Linked DNA regions of Danio rerio: region 2 is linked to region 1. Evidence: chromatin contacts called from public Hi-C data. All regions are on one chromosome and are shown on one strand. The core of a region is the stretch at or near the end of the contact, and the rest is flanking DNA. Distances in the headings are between cores, read along the strand shown.

Region 1 (6,964 bases), core at 2,170-4,669:
AGTGCTGTTGCCTCACAGCAAGAAGGTCACTGGTTCGAGCCTCGGCTGGGTTAGTTGGCGTTTCTGTGTGGAGTCTGCATGTTCTCGTTGAGTTTGCGTGGAATATTATTATCAAATAATATTGTTGCGAGTACATGCAGTACCAGTACCAGTGAATTGGGTATAGGCTAAATTATCCGAAGTGTATGTGAATGCGAATGTGTGTGGAAGTTTCCCAGAGATGGGTTGCGGCTGGAAGGGCTTCCGCTGCATAAAAACGTGCTGGATAAGTTGGCGGTTCATTCCGCTGAATTAATAAAGATACTAAGCTGACAAGAAAATGAATGAATGAATGCTCATAGACTGCATTTATTACAGTCCCCAAATATAATGAACTGTCACTTTTTGTCATTTTTAATTTTTAATTGATTTTGTTTCTACACATTATAATGCACAAAGAAAAAATAAAGCAGCAATACGCTTTTATTGTTTTAATGAAAACTTTCTTTTACAAATACTATGTTTATAGCACACCGTTATCCTTCTTCTCACTTCAGCACTGAGTGTCTTGTGTATTTAAGAGAAAGAAGGTTGTCAATGTCTTGCTGCACCTAATTAAACACACAACAGCTCTTTTAGCTTGTCAAATACACAGCAGGGGGAAACGTGGGAATGGGGCACCTTAATGAACCCTTAAGGGCTGTGATAATAATACACTCTATAAAACAATAAACTTCTTTATTCAAGTCTCACATTTCAGCAAAACAGCCAGAAAGTGCTTTACTGTTCAGTTGTTGTCAATTTGTAAAATGTAATTTTCCCCATATTTACCACAGGTTTTCAACAACAGTTGATACAGATGCCATATTGCCTTGTGATGATGAGTTTGTTTTTTCATTCATCATTTGCAGTCAAGCGTTGTTATTATTTTAATGTCAGTGTCATGGCATTTCTCTTCTAGCTTTTCTTATTAATGATTCAGAAAGATTAGCTTAAGCTCACAGCTCACCATTTCAATATTTCCAGAAGCTGGTATAACGAGTGAGACTAGAAAGACCACCAAAATGTTGCAGATATTAATAAAAACAAAATCTATTATATTTCTGTAGTGCATATAGTGCATGTATATGGTGCAAAACTTTGTGCTTTTGAATGCTTTGGTTATGCAGTTTGTCAATAAAGTTATTTAAATTTTGAAAAGTTGTCATTCTTTTGTTTTAGAAAGAAAGAAATTTTATTTAATTAATGTTTATTTGTACTGCGATTTTACAATGTAGATTGTGTTAAAGCAGCTGAACACAGAAGTTCTAGTAAATTGAAACAGTGTCAGTCCAGTTTTCAGAGTTGAAGTTCAGTTTAGTTCTGTTCAGTGTGGTTTAATTCTCACTGCTGAAAGTCCAAACATTGAGGAGCAAATCCAACGCTGCGCAGCTCTGCAAGTCCCAAACCAAGCAAGCCAGTGGTGACAGTGACGAGAAACATAATTCACCAATTGATGAGAGTAAAGGAAAAAAACCTTAAGGGAGACCAGGCTCTGCTCGGCATGACCATTTCAAGATTTTAAATTCTTGAACAGAGCTGCAATCTAGGCGCTGGAGGTTGAAGAGCGCTGGACATCCATTGTGGAGAACTACAGGTATGAGTAGGTCCCTGGAAGATGTTCAGGCTGGACCACGGGATCAATACCATCTGCTCAGGATAAGGCCTGGTCCAGGATTATGGACACCTCCATAAAAAGAAAGAAAGAAAGAAAGAAAGAAAGAAAGAAAGAAAGAAAGAAAGAAAGAAAGAAAGAAAGAAAGAAAGAAAGAAAGAAAGAAAGAAAGAAAGAAAGAAAAAACAAAAAGAAAGAAAATAAGAAATGATTGTGAAAATGTTATCAAATAATATTGTAAAGGCAATGTTTTTAATAAATGTGTAGTTTATGTTGTTACATTACAGAGCTCAGCATAAATAAGATCACCAGCTTTTGAAAATGCATCTTTTTGTCAATATCTCAGTGAACATATCTTTGAGCTGCATTTAAATGGAAGAGTTACATTTATTTCGAGTTTAGTAATTTATTAAGGAATTCAAGAATAATTAATTTAAATTCAAATGAGTTGTTGCAAAAAAAAATGCAAACAATTATATTTAATGTTTCTCTTGATTTTTCCTGTCTATTACAAGTTTTTTTTTTTTAGTTAGACTGGGTCCAGTTTCGGCTTTGGTACTCATTCATTGTATTTTATTGTAAAGCATCTTATAGAAAATATTCATTTAAAGGGGAGCTCTGTGAGGGGTGTTCTCGTGTTTTTCAAGTATAAAAATACATTTCACTCCAATTCATACAGTTATGAATTAGTATGTCATCGGTTATCAGTGATGATATTTTTAACAAATTAATACATTTTAAAATAATTAATATTAAATTTGTCTTATCACAATTGCACAGACGGATTATGTTTGACTGATGTATGTAAACTTGATCAACAAACACAAAAAATGTGAGTATTCATTTGTGGTCGCTGAAATAAAAGATATTTTTAATACTTGTGAAATATTTAATGCTGAAATAAACTGATTTAAAAAGTAAAAAAAGAAGTTCAGCCAAGCATAAAATAACCTAAAATTTTAGATAGTTTTTTTAGGGGTTTTCATAGCTTGTGCATCAAAGGGTTAAACTTTGTATTTATTTAATATGAATTTATTCATCACCACATTGTTTTTTTGATCTATTGAAATTTTGAAAATTATAATAATATTTTACTGCCTCTTTCCACCCAAGTCAATATATATAACAATATAACAATATATATTGGGTTACTTTGCGTTACTTAGTTAATTTTTAAGTATGTGAAATGTTAAAGTATGTGTTAACTTATTTCTAAGTAAGTTATTTTTTAGATTGAAAATGCAATATATATATTTATATATATATATATATATATATATATATATATATATATATATATATATATATATATATATATATATATATATATATATATATATATATATATATTGTTATTGCTATAATATATTGTAAGGTAAAAATAATTCATCCCTCTATATATATATATATATATATATATATATATATATATATATATATATATATATATATATATATATATATATATATATATATATATATATATATATATATATATATATAATCTTTTGTTTACCCAACACTGCTTTTAAGCATTAAATAAGTATACATGTTTGGTCAGCGTTAGACAGATCTATTTCCCTAAAAGGAGTGATTTGACAGCTCTGTTGGTGATGAGTCGACTCTTTTGGATCTTTGTGGAATCCAGCATCGACTCTTTCCTCTCGCGAGTCGCGGCGCTGCCAATCGCAGGCGAGTAGAGTAGAGTAGAGCAGCCTGGAGTCGAGTGTAGTGGAGTTGTGTCCCTGTGGCCGCCATTAAAGGATGCGACCAATGTATTCAAACAAACCAGTGAGACACAGCTGAGCGCTGCACGGCACAGCCTCTTTTAACTGCGCTTTTTAATCCACGACGCTACACTTTTTATCACCAACTTCTTCGCGAATGGCCGTCAACGACAGCCCGACAACGACCTGAAGAGGAGAGTGTGATTTTAGCGAGATTTACAGCTGAACTCTTCTGTCTTGAACTGTTTGTTGCTGCCTCGCTTAGCCAAGGCTAACATCCAGCTAGCCTGATGCTAGGCTAAGCTAAAGGGGGAGGGCTGAATTCACCTCCCTACCCCCTCGGACTGCTGTACTTGCATATTATTTAATGTAGCGAAATCCGCGGGGAGAACAGCATATCTCGCCGCGGATCATGGTAAAGTTTTTAGCGCATTTTTCTTGGTAACGTAAGCGAGTAACCTCTAGCGGAATAATAGCGGAGCTAAGCTAATTAGCTCGCTGGACGCGGAGCCGTCCTGCTGATTGTGTCCGAGACACGGAGACCCGGTCCAAAAGCCTCGATCGCATCATCTGTTCCTGGGATCTGAAAGAGAGGATGGCTCGCCGGACTGCGCTTTGATGATGAGTTCTTGTTTTGTACCCAACGGGGCGAGCCTGGAGGACTGCCACTCCAATCTATTCTGTCTGGTAAGAGATCAACTGACTGTGGGCCAGAAGCCATTTTTAGCCGGCCAGTCAATCAAACAGAGGCCTGTTGCTCTTTATACGAACTAAACACCCGCTTTATAAACGTATGTTAGGCGTTCAGGTGTGTTATGGTGTTGTGTAAACGGAGGTTTGCGTGTGGGATGCGGCTTTGTTGTGTTATTTGGGTCGTGTTTGCTAACGTTGGTAAACACTTGCTGAACTTACTGACTGGAACAAGTAGTTGGCATGAAGTATCTCTGAAGTGGAAAAACAGCTTCAGGGAAAGTGATGATGTACAACAGCAGCAGTGCAAAATCAAGACGCTGCAAGCATAACAATTGGTTATTTTGAGATTTCTTTCATAACCACTACTTTTCAGTGTTTATCTCGTCGCAAGTGTCTTTTAGTTCTCATCTACAAAACATTTTCCTCTTAGAAGGAGTCTGGATTTTTTAGTTCAGTAGCACTTGCAATGACTAAACTTTCCCAATTATATTCTTATCCTTTTTATAGCTTTGAGAGAGAGATTTATTTATATAGTCTATAGTAGCCAGATTTTTATATATATATATATATATATATATATATATATATATATATATTTCTTGGTTTGCTTATGGAGTGGTAAAAATATAAATTTGTAAATAAAATTATGACATAAAAGGTAAATATTTACGTGATGTTGTTTGCATGTTTTGATCATGTGTTTCATCACTTGTTTACAAGTCAAATTTAATTTGAAAAAGTGTTAATATTTTTTTACAAGAAAAATATAGTATTCACAATAACATGATTTAAAGCACAGATGCTCAATGTATGACCTGCGGGCCAAAGCTAACCTTTGATTTGGCCCACCATTCCATCTGAGAATGATAGAGAGGGTTGGGGCAATGCCATTATTAGAGATCCTCATTTTCTAATTTGATGAAGAGATGGACGATATTGCAATAAAATGATCACAACATGTCCGTGTCACATGCTTAGTCAGCTACATTTTAATAAAAATGTAGCGCTTCATAACAAAACTTCATACCATCCTTATTTTATCAATATTGACAGTGGTGTTCGGTCGATAAATAATAATTTTATCGCCCAGCCCTAATTTAACATAACTCTTTTTGTTTGTTTTATTGCTTGGCCTTTTTCAAGTAAACTGGAAATAAATGTTTAAATTAAATGTAAATGAATCTAAGTTTTTAAAATGTAAATACTGTCACACGATGAATAGAGGGCCATGAAGAATGCATCGGCGAGCAAATCAAGGCATAAACTAGTGTAACTCCATTCTTTTATAAATTAGATTTTTTTAGTTTTTACTGTAATAAGTTCATATATACAGTATAAACTGTACTAGTTAATATAAAGCAATGTTTTTTTTTTTTTTTTTCAAATATTGTTACATTAATTAGGAAATTACCCATGGCATCTATATTTACCTTTGGCCCACTAATAAAGTTTGGATTTCGACCCTTCATAAGAAAAAGTTTGGGCACCTCTGATTTACAGCAATATCAAGAAACTGAAATATGTACACATTTGCATCTTTGTGAGAAATTGTAACATGATTTCCCTTAGTTAAATAAGAATATTATTAGAACTAACATTTATTGTTGGACAAGCAAGTGATGTAAAAGTTCTGATTTTAAAAAGTATGTATTTGATCATATAGCACTGATGCATCACCAAAAAGAAGCAGGAATTTTAAGCTGACTTTGTTCAGATTTTTGTTTTAAAATGATTTCATACAAGTTCATTTATGCATATAAACTTTATTTGCACAACTCTGTCATTTCAGAATACTTGTAATGCAAAATCTGTCTTAATGTACTGTAATCTACTGTGTATGGCAATATCTGCTAGTTTAAGGATAGTTTGTTATTAAAGTGTAAACAGTTGAGGTATTGCCTGTCATTAGGTTGTTACATCCTGATTTAAACTGTCTATGAACTTAACAACAACAACAACAGATGATACTAGACAATTTAGCATAGTTTGTGCTCTGTTTTGTCTGTCATGAACTAAATACCTGCATTGGTTAAATAGTAAAGTAGGTTGAACTTTGCATGCATAATGTGCAAAAATGTACGACTCATTTTCCTATTTACACTTATGATGGTTTCTTCAATTCATAGTTGTAGATTAATCTGTGAACTAAGAATTCATGACAAGCTTCCTGTCAGTCTGCCTTTTTTTCACTTCCTCTTTGCACCAGGCTCTCATATTTGTATGGTCATATTGGATAAATTGCTAACATTTAATGTAACCAGGTCAGACTGTCAACTTGTTTGAAGTGACATTTTATGCAGATTAGTTATGTCATCTTGTCATTTGGGGTTTTAAAAAGATCATTAATTATTGATTTGATTTGATATTGAGATATTGCATTGTTATAAATGATTTATCAATGCACTTTATTATAACGTAAATTAAAATTCACACAACCTCATAATATTACCTTCCTTTCCAACCACCTGACTCATTCACTGTCACTTATTGATATCACAGCAATAGCACCCCAATGAGAGTGATCCATGGATTCAGTTAATTCATTCTCAATGGGCAAATTCATGTCTCAGACCAATTTTTTTTAGTTTCGCTAGGAAATAGGGCTGCACATTATATTGTTTTAGCAGTATAATATATATATATATATATATATATATATATATATATATATATATATATATATATATATATATATATATATATATATATATATGTATATATATGTATATATATGTATAATATATATATATATATATATATATATATATATATATATAAATGTATAATATATATATATATATATATATATATAAGATATAATATATAATATTGCAATGTCATCATTCGCTATAGTCACATCGCGACTGCAATGTTGAGTCTGGATTACAATTTATCTTTTTTTAATGTGTTT
Region 2 (6,945 bases), core at 2,849-5,348, 320 kb before region 1:
AAGTTGAACAGAGCAAGGACATTTTCACAGTATGTCTGATAATATTTTTCCTTATTTGTTAATTTCGGCTAGAATAAAAGCAGTTCTTAATTTTTTTGAAAACATTTAAGGTAAAAATCAAAAGCCCCTTAAAGCTATATATAATTTTTGATAGTCTACAGAACAAACCATCATTATACAATAACTTGCCTAATTACCCTAACCTTCCTAGTTAGCCTAATTAAACTAGTTAATTCTTTAAAAGTGACTTTAATCTGTATAGAGGTATCTTGAAAAATATCTAGAAAAATATTATGTACTGTCATCATGGCAAAGATGAAATTAATTAGTTATTAGAAATGAGTTATTAAAACTCTTATGTTTAGAAATGTGTTAAAAAAAATCTTCTCTCCGTTAAACAGAAATTGGGGAAAAAAATAAACAGGGAGGCTAATAATTCAGGGTGCGGCTAATTATTCTGACTTCAACTGTATATTCCTTCAGTACCCGCTTCAGTAGTCAATTTTTTAGACATAATTTAATTGTGCATTTTACATCCTAAGGGAAACTTTTACACTTAACATAAATGAACAGTTAATCTTTGAGAGATTTTCCCTGTTACTTGCCTTAAATGTGACAGGGAAAATGTATGAAGTAAATGCTTTGGGTTATTTGAGTTACCCTGTGTTTTACATCGGAAACCCTGAACGAGACAGCATTTCAAGATCTTATTACATTTTTTTTTTCTTTTGAAACAACTACCTTTGAATTACCCCACAGGCTTTTTTGTGATGTTTTCTCTATTATGCCAGAACTATTACACTGAAAACCACTGTACGTGATAATCTACCGATCATGATTGCTCAATTTAGTACTTACAAGTTGTTAGGATTAATGCCAGAGATTCTCATGGTGCTTTACCTGCATCACAAGGTCTGTGACATCACATATGTTTCCCTGTTCAACCTGTGTATTCACAAATATTCCACTTGGCAGTCAAACAACCTTTCATTTTCCTAAATATAATACGTAATATGTATTTATGCACACACAAGTATGGACAACAGTTTTTACATAAACTACTACTCAGAAATCAAATCAGTTGAAGGTTCTAGAAGTTTTGTAATTTTAGCTTTTAGCATTATATTTATACAAAATATAATGCACAAATATCATATATGGCATGTGCACATTTCCTCATGATGAAAATATGCAAAAAACATCATGAAAGTCCCCACATCCCCATGCGGCGTAATGTCCCGAGCACAAACTGGTCAGTTGACATTTCATTGAATCTTCAGCGTGAACTTGCCATGTATTTTGAACTCAAGATTCCCCAGTAATTTTACTAAACCATCTGTTTTTTTGTTTTGTTTCGCTTCAATTATAATGCAATGTCATTGTTTGGCATTAACATTTTTGTTCCCACAGCAAAAGATTCCAATTACTCAAGGGAATTAAAACAGACCACTAATCGCACATCGCTGCTGATAATAAAGCTTCCCAACAGGAGCGTGTTCTTAATTAGGTCCAGCGGGGGATAAATGGTATGTTCAGTTGACAGAAAACTTCAGAAGTGCCAACTTTACAAACACAAAGCTCCATTTTACCCGAGGCAATGAAATAACAAGCTTTTAATAGAACAAATTGGGAGTGTATACAGATGTAATAAATTGAATGGCTTTTAAATGAACACATTAAGATTTAGTGCGGAACAGAAATAAAATATAAAATTCACAGTGAAATTTGTAGGGCTTTGATTACTTCAAGACCTCACAGTTTAGCATGATTTGTTTACTGCCAGAAATTCTGGGTGGGTTTGTGTTTATGCATTTAATGGCTTTTGTTCTATTTCTTTTTTATTGTTGTTGTTGTTGTTGAAGTCTTAGATAGTTGCTCATTCACAAGACCTGGGAAAAGCTGCAGAACTCTTTAATCAACTATATTCTTTAGGTTTTTGTTTTTAAACACCTGCAGTCCCACATTGCAGTGATTGTTTTTTATGGTTGTGTTATGATAAATGGCACAAAATGGCTTCAGATTTTGAGATAGTGGATGATATGACTTGACAAATGCTCAATAAGAGGTTTGTTTGTTTATTTCTTATTTCAGTTTGAGATTTCACTGAAGATGGAAGTGTCTTGTCTACACATGCCTTTTGTGTGTGTGTGTGTGTGTGTGTGTGTGTGTGTGTGTGTGTGTGTGTGTGTGTGTGTGTGTGTGTGTGTGTGTGTGTGTGTGTGTGTTTTGTATGATGGTATGAGCTTTTATAAACATAAAATGAATCCTACGTCCAAAAAAAACAGTGTAAACAAAAGATTTATAAAAATTAATGACAACAAATGTTTTTTATGGAACTTTAACTTGCATTAAACTTTTAAAACTTTATTTTTTAACCATACACATTTAAACTTTTTTTTATTTTTATTAATGTAAAAAAAGTTGTAGGCTATTACTTGTAAAATTCGTTTGATAACAGTAAATAATTAAGACAGAGACATCTACTTTTTAAGTGTGGATAAATTAATATTTGTTTTAATTTAAGTTAATTTAAGTTCCTAAATGATCAGATGATGATCTTGTGCTGAATTGCATAATCATTAGAGATTCCCCTGCTCTATACAAAAGCAGAAAACACAATTCAAAAGATTAACTGTTTTACAAAATATTACCATCAAATGAGGGATCTATTAGTTGTTTAAGATGCAGCTGAAACAGAACAAAACAGTTAAATAAGGGATCATAACAATGACATTAACAGACAATCCACTGTAGAGACAGTGAACTATAAAAAGATTTAACTTTGATGTTGACAAGTGTAGCTTCTGCTCAAATCTTCCAGAAACCCTTACTTTTTTCTTGTGAATTTACTTTTAAATTCTGGTTTGATATAAATACTTTGCTTTCATTAAATATGATCAGTCCCCTCTGTTGTTCTAGAAGATATTTCATTTTACAAATGTGATTCACATTTTTCTTCCTCTGATGTTGTGAACTTTATTTTACTAATGGGTAAATATCATATTCATTATTGTAAATGGAAAAAGTGCAGGCCCTCTTTTAGATGTTTGAGGTTGGGAAAGTGGCTCAAAGCTTCAAATACTTCAGAAACCAAAGTAAAATAACTGAAGCTCTCTGTACTTCATTTTCAGAATACACTGCTCCTTGCTTTTTGTTTTAATTTATTTTATTTTAATAGTAAACATGACTTGCGATGTTGATTGTTCCCTGTTTTGTGATGTAAACGTTTAGCAACAAACAATAAATAACTGTGTTGATGGATATTTCTGATATGTGAAAGACTCTGGCGCCATCCAGTGTATTAAAAGGCAAAAGGCCACACATCGAGTGCGTTAAAAAAAAGCAACCAGATGCATTCTGTCCACACAAATTCTTTATAAATATGCGGAGGAGTCACACTATTACAGCCATGTTGCGGTATGCGCGCTCTCAAACAGACACACATACATACACACACACACACACACACACACACACACACACACACACACACACACACACACACCAAAAACAACTACTAACAAAACATTGATTATATATTAAGTGTTATTATTATGAATAAACAATTTCGATAATTCATTCGAGCGCCATTGTGAGCAGTAATGGAAAGTCCGACTCAATACAGCTAATCGGTTCTTTTGAACAGTTTCGTATAACCGGCTCATAAAATGGTTCAATGATTCACTTCATACGTCACGTGATTACGTCATCACGTAGACGCTGAGCTGAACTTTGTACTCATTAATAAACGAAATTGTTGATTTTCCATAATTTTATATTAGTTGTTATTGTATATAGGCTAATTATATTATTTTGTCCCTGAAAAACATATTTTATCTTTGACACATTTATAATGCTCTGTATGATTTTGATGTACAATATGCAGTCTTACATCTTTTATTTAAACCTTTTTTTTTCGAAAATGTTAAGATCAGGTCAGGTCGTAAAATATTTTGGTAAAAGCATTTTGGGTCATTAAGAGTCTGACGTTCGAACTGTAAATTCACGGAATCAGTGCATTTCATAAATGAATCACTTGATTCATTCAAAAGATCCGACTCAAAAGAATCAAATTTCTTCTGTGTGGTGGGCGTAGTAAACTGTGTACACAGAACGTGAGTTGGTTATAATCTGAGCAGTCACAAGAAACAACAACGGCGTGTACGAACAACTTGCAACTTCAAGTCTTCCAACATCTCCAAACTCCTTAGTTTCTACGCATTTCTGCTCTCAGTTCTCTGGATATGGGCTAAATGTTTGGAAGTGGTCGATGAATAAATAAATAAAATGGGTTCGTCGAGCTCCACCCTATTAAAAAAAATCCCAAACGTCGACGAGTTGATGCAAGAAACGGGCTGTGAGTGACATTTAACACATGTGCTTTATCGCTGACTTTGTTGTTGTCGCGCATGAACCAGTAAACAACGATGTGAAATGACGTTAAGCACTGCACGTGTTGCCGTTTATATGTGTAACTTTCATGAGCGCAAGGATAACAGCATGTCGCATTTGTGAGGGGAAATTCGAGTGCATGAGGAGAAATTGTCCTAAAGTTTGCAAACTAACACACAAATACACACTGGTCGTTGCGCAGAAAGTACATACCTAAGTTTATATGTGTAACGTTATATGCAGATATATTAAAAATATCAAACTGCACTAGACTTCATTAATGAACTGCATGAAATACAACTGCAATTTATTTCATTATAACTGATTAAATGGTCAGTTCAGTGTACGGTCCATCATTCTTGATAAGCTCATGTTGTATTTGTTGAGTCATGGATGTTTCAGTGAAACAGGTTTCTAATATGCTGCGATTTTTATTTTTCCAGTTTCGCCTGCCCACATTATTCGCCTGTATGAACGCTTTGAAGCTCTGGATAAAGAACGACGAGGCCATCTCTGGTGAGTTTCTAATGCATGCCTTACACTGTTAGCATGTTTAATAATTAAACATTACCTGCTCATATGTTGTTTTATTCTCAAATAGTCCACAGGATTTTGGAGCCATAAAGGAGCTGGCAATGAACCCCATAGGAGACAGAATAATAGATGCCTTCTTCTCCCCAGGGTAAAAACAAACCTTTAAAAAATGAGAGAGAAAGGAGGTGAAAATGATTACATATTGAAGACTTGCATGTTTGATTGAATTCTCTATGAATTATTAATTTAAAGTCAAATGTGGTGAAAATCAAGTGTTTAATATAGTTCATTTATTTAGCTGGTGTTTTTAAAGGGCCATGACACCCCCCACTTTCGGTTAAAGTCTACTTCAGAATTTTTTCAAAAGATGATGCATAAATAATGGGCGTGGAGCTCCGCGAGCATAGGGCAGGAGTGGGCGTGGCCAGCAGGGAAGAAGGGGAGCGAATAACTGTTGTTGACAGTTAACTCACAAAATGAGACACAAACCGTGAGGAGACGCATGAGTTTATAGTTCACAAAGTTAAAATGCAAAGAAATAAACAGTAGCTAATTTAATGCCCTGCTACATTTGTTGTTCGTAATTTCATATACACATAACCACAGTTTATATAATTTTAAAGATAATTGTGTTCTTGTAAACACTATAAATGAGGATTACCCCTCGATCGCCGTGTCTAAATTATAGATCTTGAATGCAGACTCAGTGCAGCAGGTCTCCTGACCTGCCTATTTTACCCATTAGCCCTGCTGGTAATATAGAGGATTTAGGCAAACACAGCAGCATGGCAATGTGTCTGAATGTGAACGAACTCCTGATAAATATCAACGTCCGCCATTCTTCAATTCTCGTGCTGCTCTCCCGACAAAAATGCTTGCAGCACACACACAGCTTTGCTGTATGATCGGCCCTGACAAGAGCGCGGGGAAAAAACATGCAACAAACCCCGTGGATCATGAAAACAAACACATACGAGCCTTCATGAACGGCTACTGCGTGCCGCTGGTCTGTGTGTCTCAGCTTGCTTAAAACTGGCAGGTCTGCCTTCGGAAAGCACATGCTATCATGAATAATTAAGCAGCCGGCTCTTCTCATAGGATAAGAAAACTCCGCTATGAATAATAATGAGAAACCGACGCGTCATCATTGCACTTGCAGTACTGTGCTACGTCGCCGATTTTGATCCCGCCCCAAAAATCCTTTTAAACCCGAAAGCTGAAATTAGCTGACAAAAGCTCAAAATTATCCAGTTTTCCCCACAATTAAAGCTGACAGGTGCTAACATTGTCTTAACTGATGCTCAACACACACACATCTGTTAATATAAAAAAAAAGTTCTCCAGGGTGTCCTGAACCTTTAAAGTGCAGACCTTGCGTCTATATCAGTACTATAAAGCACCAAAGACTCAGAAATGCAGTACAATCTTGTCAGCTTATGGGACAGTGCTTTTCCTGTCATTATCTCCACTGAATTCTATAATGGTCAAAGCATTTCCACCCAATGATGTTTATATTCTAGCATGGTTGACTGAGATTACGGAACAAAACATTAAAACATTTGCAACACATAAGCGGTTTGATTGCAGTCAAGCCTAATAGTGGTATCAGAACGTAGTAAAAAGTTGTACCTAAAAGTGATGCATTAGATTCTGATGAAATGACAAGCTAACCGCGCTCCATGCCTACTAAATTAGTGTGTAAAGTAATTTTTCAGGGCATTTCAAAATATCTTCTTCCATGTTTTACAGAAGTCAGAAACTCAAACAGGTTTTGAACAAGTGTAGGGTGAGTAGATAAACATTGAGAGTTTAGACAATTACATTTTCTGGTGTACTACCTCTGTAATGGTATAACATTTGAGACTGCATGGGACTCTGGGATAGTTTTTGCCAGTGTTTGGGTAATGCAAGTAATGCGAGTTATGTAATAACATTACTTTTTAAAGAAACAAGTAAAAGGACGCATAACTTTAAAAAAAAAAGTAATAATATTTGAGTCACTTTTTTGAAAATGTAACG

Evidence for each region. Hi-C and Micro-C count contacts between places; a contact is called where the count stands out from the background.
Region 2: a Hi-C map of hematopoietic stem cells shows a contact between it and region 1, with 5 times the contacts expected there. The contact joins the promoter of chp2 here to the promoter of med13b in region 1. A contact is called at or near these places in 2 of 18 Hi-C or Micro-C datasets (caudal fin and hematopoietic stem cells).

The regions. Positions count from the first base shown.
Region 1 is chr15:22,577,193-22,584,156 of GRCz12tu, reverse strand. It overlaps med13b (mediator complex subunit 13b), which reads left to right and starts at 3,419. Exons shown (of 30, transcript NM_001083838.2): 1 at 3,419-4,047. The coding sequence starts at 3,979.
Region 2 is chr15:22,900,074-22,907,018 of GRCz12tu, reverse strand. chp2 (calcineurin-like EF-hand protein 2) reads left to right here and starts at 4,098. Exons shown (of 7, transcript NM_199836.2): 1 at 4,098-4,357; 2 at 4,836-4,908; 3 at 4,994-5,074. The coding sequence starts at 4,288.